2 separate regions of the Ovis aries genome follow, and region 1 is linked to region 2. Evidence: chromatin contacts called from public Hi-C data. All regions are on one chromosome and are shown on one strand. The core of a region is the stretch at or near the end of the contact, and the rest is flanking DNA. Distances in the headings are between cores, read along the strand shown. Region 1 holds the start of ANKRD33B (ankyrin repeat domain 33B). Region 2 overlaps ANKRD33B (ankyrin repeat domain 33B).

What was found. Hi-C and Micro-C count contacts between places; a contact is called where the count stands out from the background.
Region 1: a Hi-C map of liver shows a contact between it and region 2, with 2.8 times the contacts expected there. The contact joins the promoter of ANKRD33B here to the enhancer-like site in region 2. A contact is called at or near these places in 4 of 16 Hi-C or Micro-C datasets (blood, liver and muscle).

What each region holds. Positions count from the first base shown.
Region 1 is chr16:62,806,463-62,809,180 of ARS-UI_Ramb_v3.0, reverse strand. It overlaps ANKRD33B (ankyrin repeat domain 33B), which reads left to right and starts at 1,306. Exons shown (of 3, transcript XM_042233935.2): 1 at 1,306-1,696. The coding sequence starts at 1,331. It overlaps LOC132657970 (a long non-coding RNA gene), which reads right to left and starts at 1,202. Exons shown (of 2, transcript XR_009596806.1): 1 at 1,125-1,202; 2 at 1-974.
Region 2 is chr16:62,738,260-62,740,959 of ARS-UI_Ramb_v3.0, reverse strand. All of the region lies in intron 2 of ANKRD33B (ankyrin repeat domain 33B), which reads left to right. Among named protein-coding and RNA genes, the nearest start is that of ANKRD33B, 68 kb to the left of the region's middle. Within about 2 kb of position 1,354, at least 10 of the 54 cell types and tissues checked have an H3K27ac peak or open chromatin away from gene starts, as enhancers often do. A contact at or near this core is called in liver and muscle, where this site is marked.

The DNA.
Region 1 (2,718 bases), core at 57-2,556, 68 kb before region 2:
AAAGCTCTCTCCATGAGGATTTGGCCCACGGTCCCACGGTGCGTCCTCCTCCAGGAGGTCAGAGGCTCCCCGCGGCGGGTCCTCACCCCCTGCGCTGGGACCGACGGGGCGGGGTGGCCGGGGTAGGCCAGGCTCCGGCCGGGGGGAACCAGGGTTGGGGGCGTTCGGGGATGGGACCCGGGCCGTCGCTGCGGGCCGGCTCTCTGCGTTTGGCAACCAGCCGCGGAGTCTGAGCCGGGGTGGTGGCTTCTGACCGTGAATCCGTCTCGACTCCGCAGATAAAGGGACCCCGGCCAGGGGTGAGGAAGGGGGGAACCCTTCGGGCCTGGAGCCGCCCCTTCCCACCCAAATGTCATCCCCCCAACCCCGGCGGCTCCAGGACAGCGGCTCCGAGGCGTTCGTTGAGAAGCCATCTGAAAGGGATCGCTGACCCGGGTCCTCTCCCGGGTCCCCCGCGCCCCCTCGGCTTGGGATGTTCCCGGGGGCAGCCCGGAGCTCCCGGTTCAGAGGGGCAGGGTCCCCAGCTGGCCACCATCTCCCACGCATCCACCCGTCCTCCGTGCCCAGGGCCGTCTTAACCGGGGAGCGAAGTTGGCTTCAGAGCCCAGACTCCCGGAAAAAATGCACAAACAGGCTGGGTGTCTCGGACACTGAGAAACTGCCCACCTCCTAACCCTCTCCCCACCCCACCACCCCAGCCCGCAGGCCTGACGCCCGGGGCGGCTCCGGGCCCAGGGATTTGGTGTTCCCGACGGCTGAGCCCGCTGCATCTTCCGACCCCCACCTTCACCCTCATCCCGAGAGCAGGGGCGGGGCCGCCAGCCACGAGGGCGTTCGGGTTCTTTAGTTGTCGCTTCTGGTTCTCCCGCGTGCGCATTTCTCAGCTCCCGGGCACAGCAGCCGGCTGCGCCGAACCCGCGGGGCCGAGGCGCCCCCTGCTTAGCTCTTAACTTTTGCCAGGATCGCGCCGGGTTCTGCGGGGTGGGGGTGGAGGGTTGGGGGGGGTGCGGCGCGGGACCCCGGGGCGCGCGCCTCCTCGGGCTCGGCCACCTCCGCCCGCTTCCCGCGCGGTCCCCGCCCGCGCCCGCCCGCCGCGCTCGGAAAGCCCCCGCGGCTCCTCCTACCCCCGAGGGGCTTTCTCCAGCCTCCGGTGTGACTCGAGTCTTGGAGCGCGGCCGCCCGGCGCGCGTTTCCGCCGAGCTGGAGCGCGCAGAGCCCTCCTGCTTTTCTGGGGCCGCCGGGGACAAGGGGCGGTGACCTCGGTGCGCGCCCGGCGTCCCCGGCTCCCGGCCCGCTCCCCGGCCCCCCGGCCCGCGCCCCGGCCGCCGGCATGGTGCTGCTGGCCGGGCCCGGGCCGGAGGGCGGCGGGGCGCGCCGCGTGTCCCCAGAGCCACCGTCCCCACCTCGGGACGCGCAGGCCGGGGAGGACCCAGCTGACTACGAGGAGTACGAGGACTTCTCGAGTCTGCCCGACACCCGCAGCGTCGCCTCGGACGACTCCTTCTACCCTTACGGAGATGAGGAGGAGTACAGCTCGGTGAGCGCGGAGAGCGCTCCGGAGGCCGTTCCGGAGGGCGTCCCGGAGGCGGCAACCCTCCTGCGCGCCGCCTGCGCCAACGACGTGGGGCTGCTGAGGGCGCTGGTGCGGCGGGGGCCCAGCGCGGAAGAGGTGCAGGAGACCGATCGCAACGGCCGGGTAAGAGCGCGCCCGCGCGGGGTTCGGGGCCCCTCCGCCCTCCTCGGCCCCGGCCCGGAGATGACTTTGCCGCGGCCGAGAGCGCGGTTTCCCGGCTCCACGGGAGCGCGGCGCGCTCGGCGCCCTGGGCGGCCTGCCCATCCCGGGCCGGAGGGAGCCGCACAATTGCTCCGAGGTCACAGCGCCGCGGGGACCGTCGCCAGACCCGCGTGCTCACCGCAGCCCCTTCTAGTTTCCCGCCCGCGGAGTCTTCCGATGCTCCCCTGGGGCCCGCACTGGGATCTGAGTTGGGGCGTCTCGCGGGTCCCTTCACTCCGGTCCCCTCTGACCATCAACCCTCCTCGCCTGCAGGGGAAACTCCTTCTGCAAAATGCCCCAGTCGCCCCCAGTGCCCCCAGGGTTCGGCCCTCTCGCTGCCCCTGCGCTTTGCCTTCCATGCCCGAGCGCGGGTAGGCTTCTGCTCGCCTCCCGGGTTCGGAGTTGGTTTTGGGACTCCCTGCTTCCTCGCATCCCTCCCTCTGCTCAGGCGCGGCCGCGCCCGGTGACCCACGCGGTGGCCGGACAGCGCGATCTCCGACTGGGCTATCCGCACGGTCACCGCGGAGAGCCGGGGGCCATCGCGCGCTCCCCTCCCCCGGGCAGGTCCCGGGAGGGGAGCACAGCCGGGCGGCAGGAGCACAGCCGCAGGGCAGGCGGGCGTGGGGGTGGGGAGAAGCACGAGGGATTCATGAGTCATGACAAGACTCGGGGACGATGAGAAACACTGAGAAAAAAAAAGAAAGAAAAAGTTGGCTCTAGAAAGACTGGCTCTCGGAACGCAGCCCACCAAAGCCGCGGGAGGAGACAAGCCGCAGGGTGAGCGCAGCGGCCAGGTGCCCGGGGTCGGTGCCAGGGGCGCCGTCTCCCTGCCTGTTACTGTCCCCGGGTCCCGCGGGATGGGCAGTCTCTGCCTGGCGGGCAGCCAGAGGAAAGGTGCCTTTGCTGGGGAGGTCCCACACTGATGGGAAGGATGTGTGTCTCCT
Region 2 (2,700 bases), core at 105-2,604:
TGAATGAGCCAATTACAGACAACGCTGGAGTGCAGCCGTTCGTGTCGGGGTCGGGGCTGGTGGGATGCGAGGGGGACAGTTTGGAGGGATGGGGCGCATACCTGCCAACATCCTTTGTGGTACAGCAGAGTAGCTGGTGTGCTCAGAGGCTAAACCGAGGAATGGGTAAGGGGACTGCAAGTGGAGATGGGGCCCGAGGTCAGGGAAGGGTCTCCAGGGCGGGGAGCGAGGGGGAGGGCTGCCCCCAGGAGGTGGAGCCTGGGTCGCCTTAGCCCCGCGAGCTGAAAGGCAGGCGGGGACCAGAGGTGCGTCCCCTCTTGCACCTTCCACAGGGCCCCTGCTAAGTCACACCTGAGACTTCAGGACTAAGGGACCCAGTAGGTGTGGTTTGTGGAGGTCAGAGCAGGGCAGAGAAGGAAAGAGAAGAAATGTACACACAGATTCTCAGAACTCAATCGCTTCATCAAAGGACCGGCACATTTTCAATCTGTCCATTTACGGAGCCCCTGCCAAGTGGCTTTCTGTTGTTGTTGGCTGTGCCACAGGGCCTGTGGGATCTTAGTTCCCCGACCAGGGACTGAACAGGCGCCCCCGGCAGTGGAAGTGTGGAGTCTTAACCACTGGACCACCAGGGAAGGCCCTGCCAAGGAGCTTTTAGGAAAAGCTGTACCAGTTTCAGTTTCCCAGCGTGTCCCCCAGGGCTGAGAACGCGTCAGCTCAAATGGACTTCCCTTACTGTTTGCATCTGTGCGTGTGTTAGCGCTTAGTCATGTCCAACTCTTTGCAACCTAGTGAACTATAGCCTGCCAGGATCCTCTGTCCCTGGGATTCTCCTGGCAAGAATACTGGAGTGGGTTGCCGTTTCCTTCTCCAGGGGATCTTCCCATTCCAGGGATTGAACCCAGGTCTCCCGCATTGCAGGCGGAGTCTTTACCGTCTGAGGCACCAGGCGCAATTGCGTTTCTGTGATTTTTACTGGCGCCTAGGATCTGCTCTTGGAGAAGGCAGTGGCACCCCACTCCAGTACTCTTGCCTGGGAAATCCCATGGACAGAGGAGCCTGGTGGGCTGCAGTCCATGGGGTCACTAAGAGTCGGACACAACTGAGCAACTTCCCTTTCACTTTGCACTTTCATGCATTGGAGAAGGAAATGGCAACCCACTCCAGTGTTTTGCCTGGAGAATCCCAGGGATGGCAGAGCCTGGTGGGATCACACAGAGTCGGACACGGCTGACGTGACTTAGCAGCAGCAGCAGCAGGATCTGCTTCGGCTTTTGGGTGCAGTCTCCTCAGTGTCCAATGAAACAAGCTTCCACGATGAGAAAACGGCCTTCTCTTGCAACATGACCTGTCTGAAGGCAACAGTTGGGGGTGAAAGGTGGTTGCTTCATTTTGTGGCATTGTGTTGTCAGGACCTGGGCCCGGCTTCCCAGAAATAATCTTGACCTTTTCCCTCTGGTCCCAAGATGGCCTGGCAGCTCCAAGCAGTGTGGCTTCATGTTACAGCGTAGGAAGCTTCGGGAAGGAGCAAGTCCCGGTCCGTGTTCTGTTCCCTGAGACGGGAGAGCATTTCCAGAAGCCTCCAGCACAGCTTTGGTTACGGCTGTCAGGCTTGCCTCACACGCCTGGCCCTGCCCAAACAAGTCACTGGCCAGGGTGGTGCAGTGACCCCAGTTGACTTGGTCTGGTCAGCGTTGGTCCTCACTGAATCTGTGTGGTTAAGGAAGACTGGGAAGTGGCCACACATTTGTATTATTTGGTATCACAGCTGTGTATCTCGGCTGAGAGTCAAGAGCCCTGCCTTGGAGTGTAAATTAGGATGCAAATGCCTGATCTGCCTGTCCGGTGTTCTCTTTAAAGCCTAACTTTCTCAGGTCCTCTGCAGAATCAGGATACAGCTGAGGGACTTCCCTGGTGGTCTAGTGGTTAAGATTTTGCCTTCCAATGCAAACGGTGGGGGTTCGATCCCTGGTCTGGAAGCTTAGATCCTATATGCGTTGTGGCCCTGGTCAAAAAACCAAAACAGAAGCAATATTATAACAAATTCAATAAAGGCTTTTAAAAAAATGGTTCACATAAAAAATAAAATGTAAAAGAAAGATAGAACTGAACCTGAATTAGGCTTTTCCTATGGCGAGAATGTATGAAAATAAAGCCTCCAAGAATCCCTAAATATCACTTAGCCAGTAATTTTAACCTCTACCAGACTTGCCCTAACAAAGTATAAAGTGAGATAATGGAAGGAATGAACTACATCCCGGGGGTTGGCTTTGTTTATTGTTCAGTCACTCGATCTCGCCCAACTCTTTGCAACCCCATGGACTGCAGCATGCCAGGCTTCCCTGTTCTCCACTCTCTGAAAGTTTGCTCAAACTCATGTCCACTAAGTCGATAGTGTCATGCAGCCATCTCATCCTCTGTCATCCCCTTCTCCTCAGGCCTTCAATCTTTCTAAAGCATCAGGGTCTTTCCCACTGAGTCAGCTCTTTGCATCAGGTGGCCAAAATATTGGATGACTTTAGGAGTTTCCTTTTCCTCTTTCTTGTGCACCTTTAACAGAATGGCAGAAGTAAGACGAAATCAGAAAACCACAGGGGTCTTCTGAACTGGTGATAATATCAAGTTGGTTCAGCACACATAGCCTCTGGTGCATCCTTGAAGCCTGTTATTGCTTGGACATATCTTTAAAGTTCTTCAGAA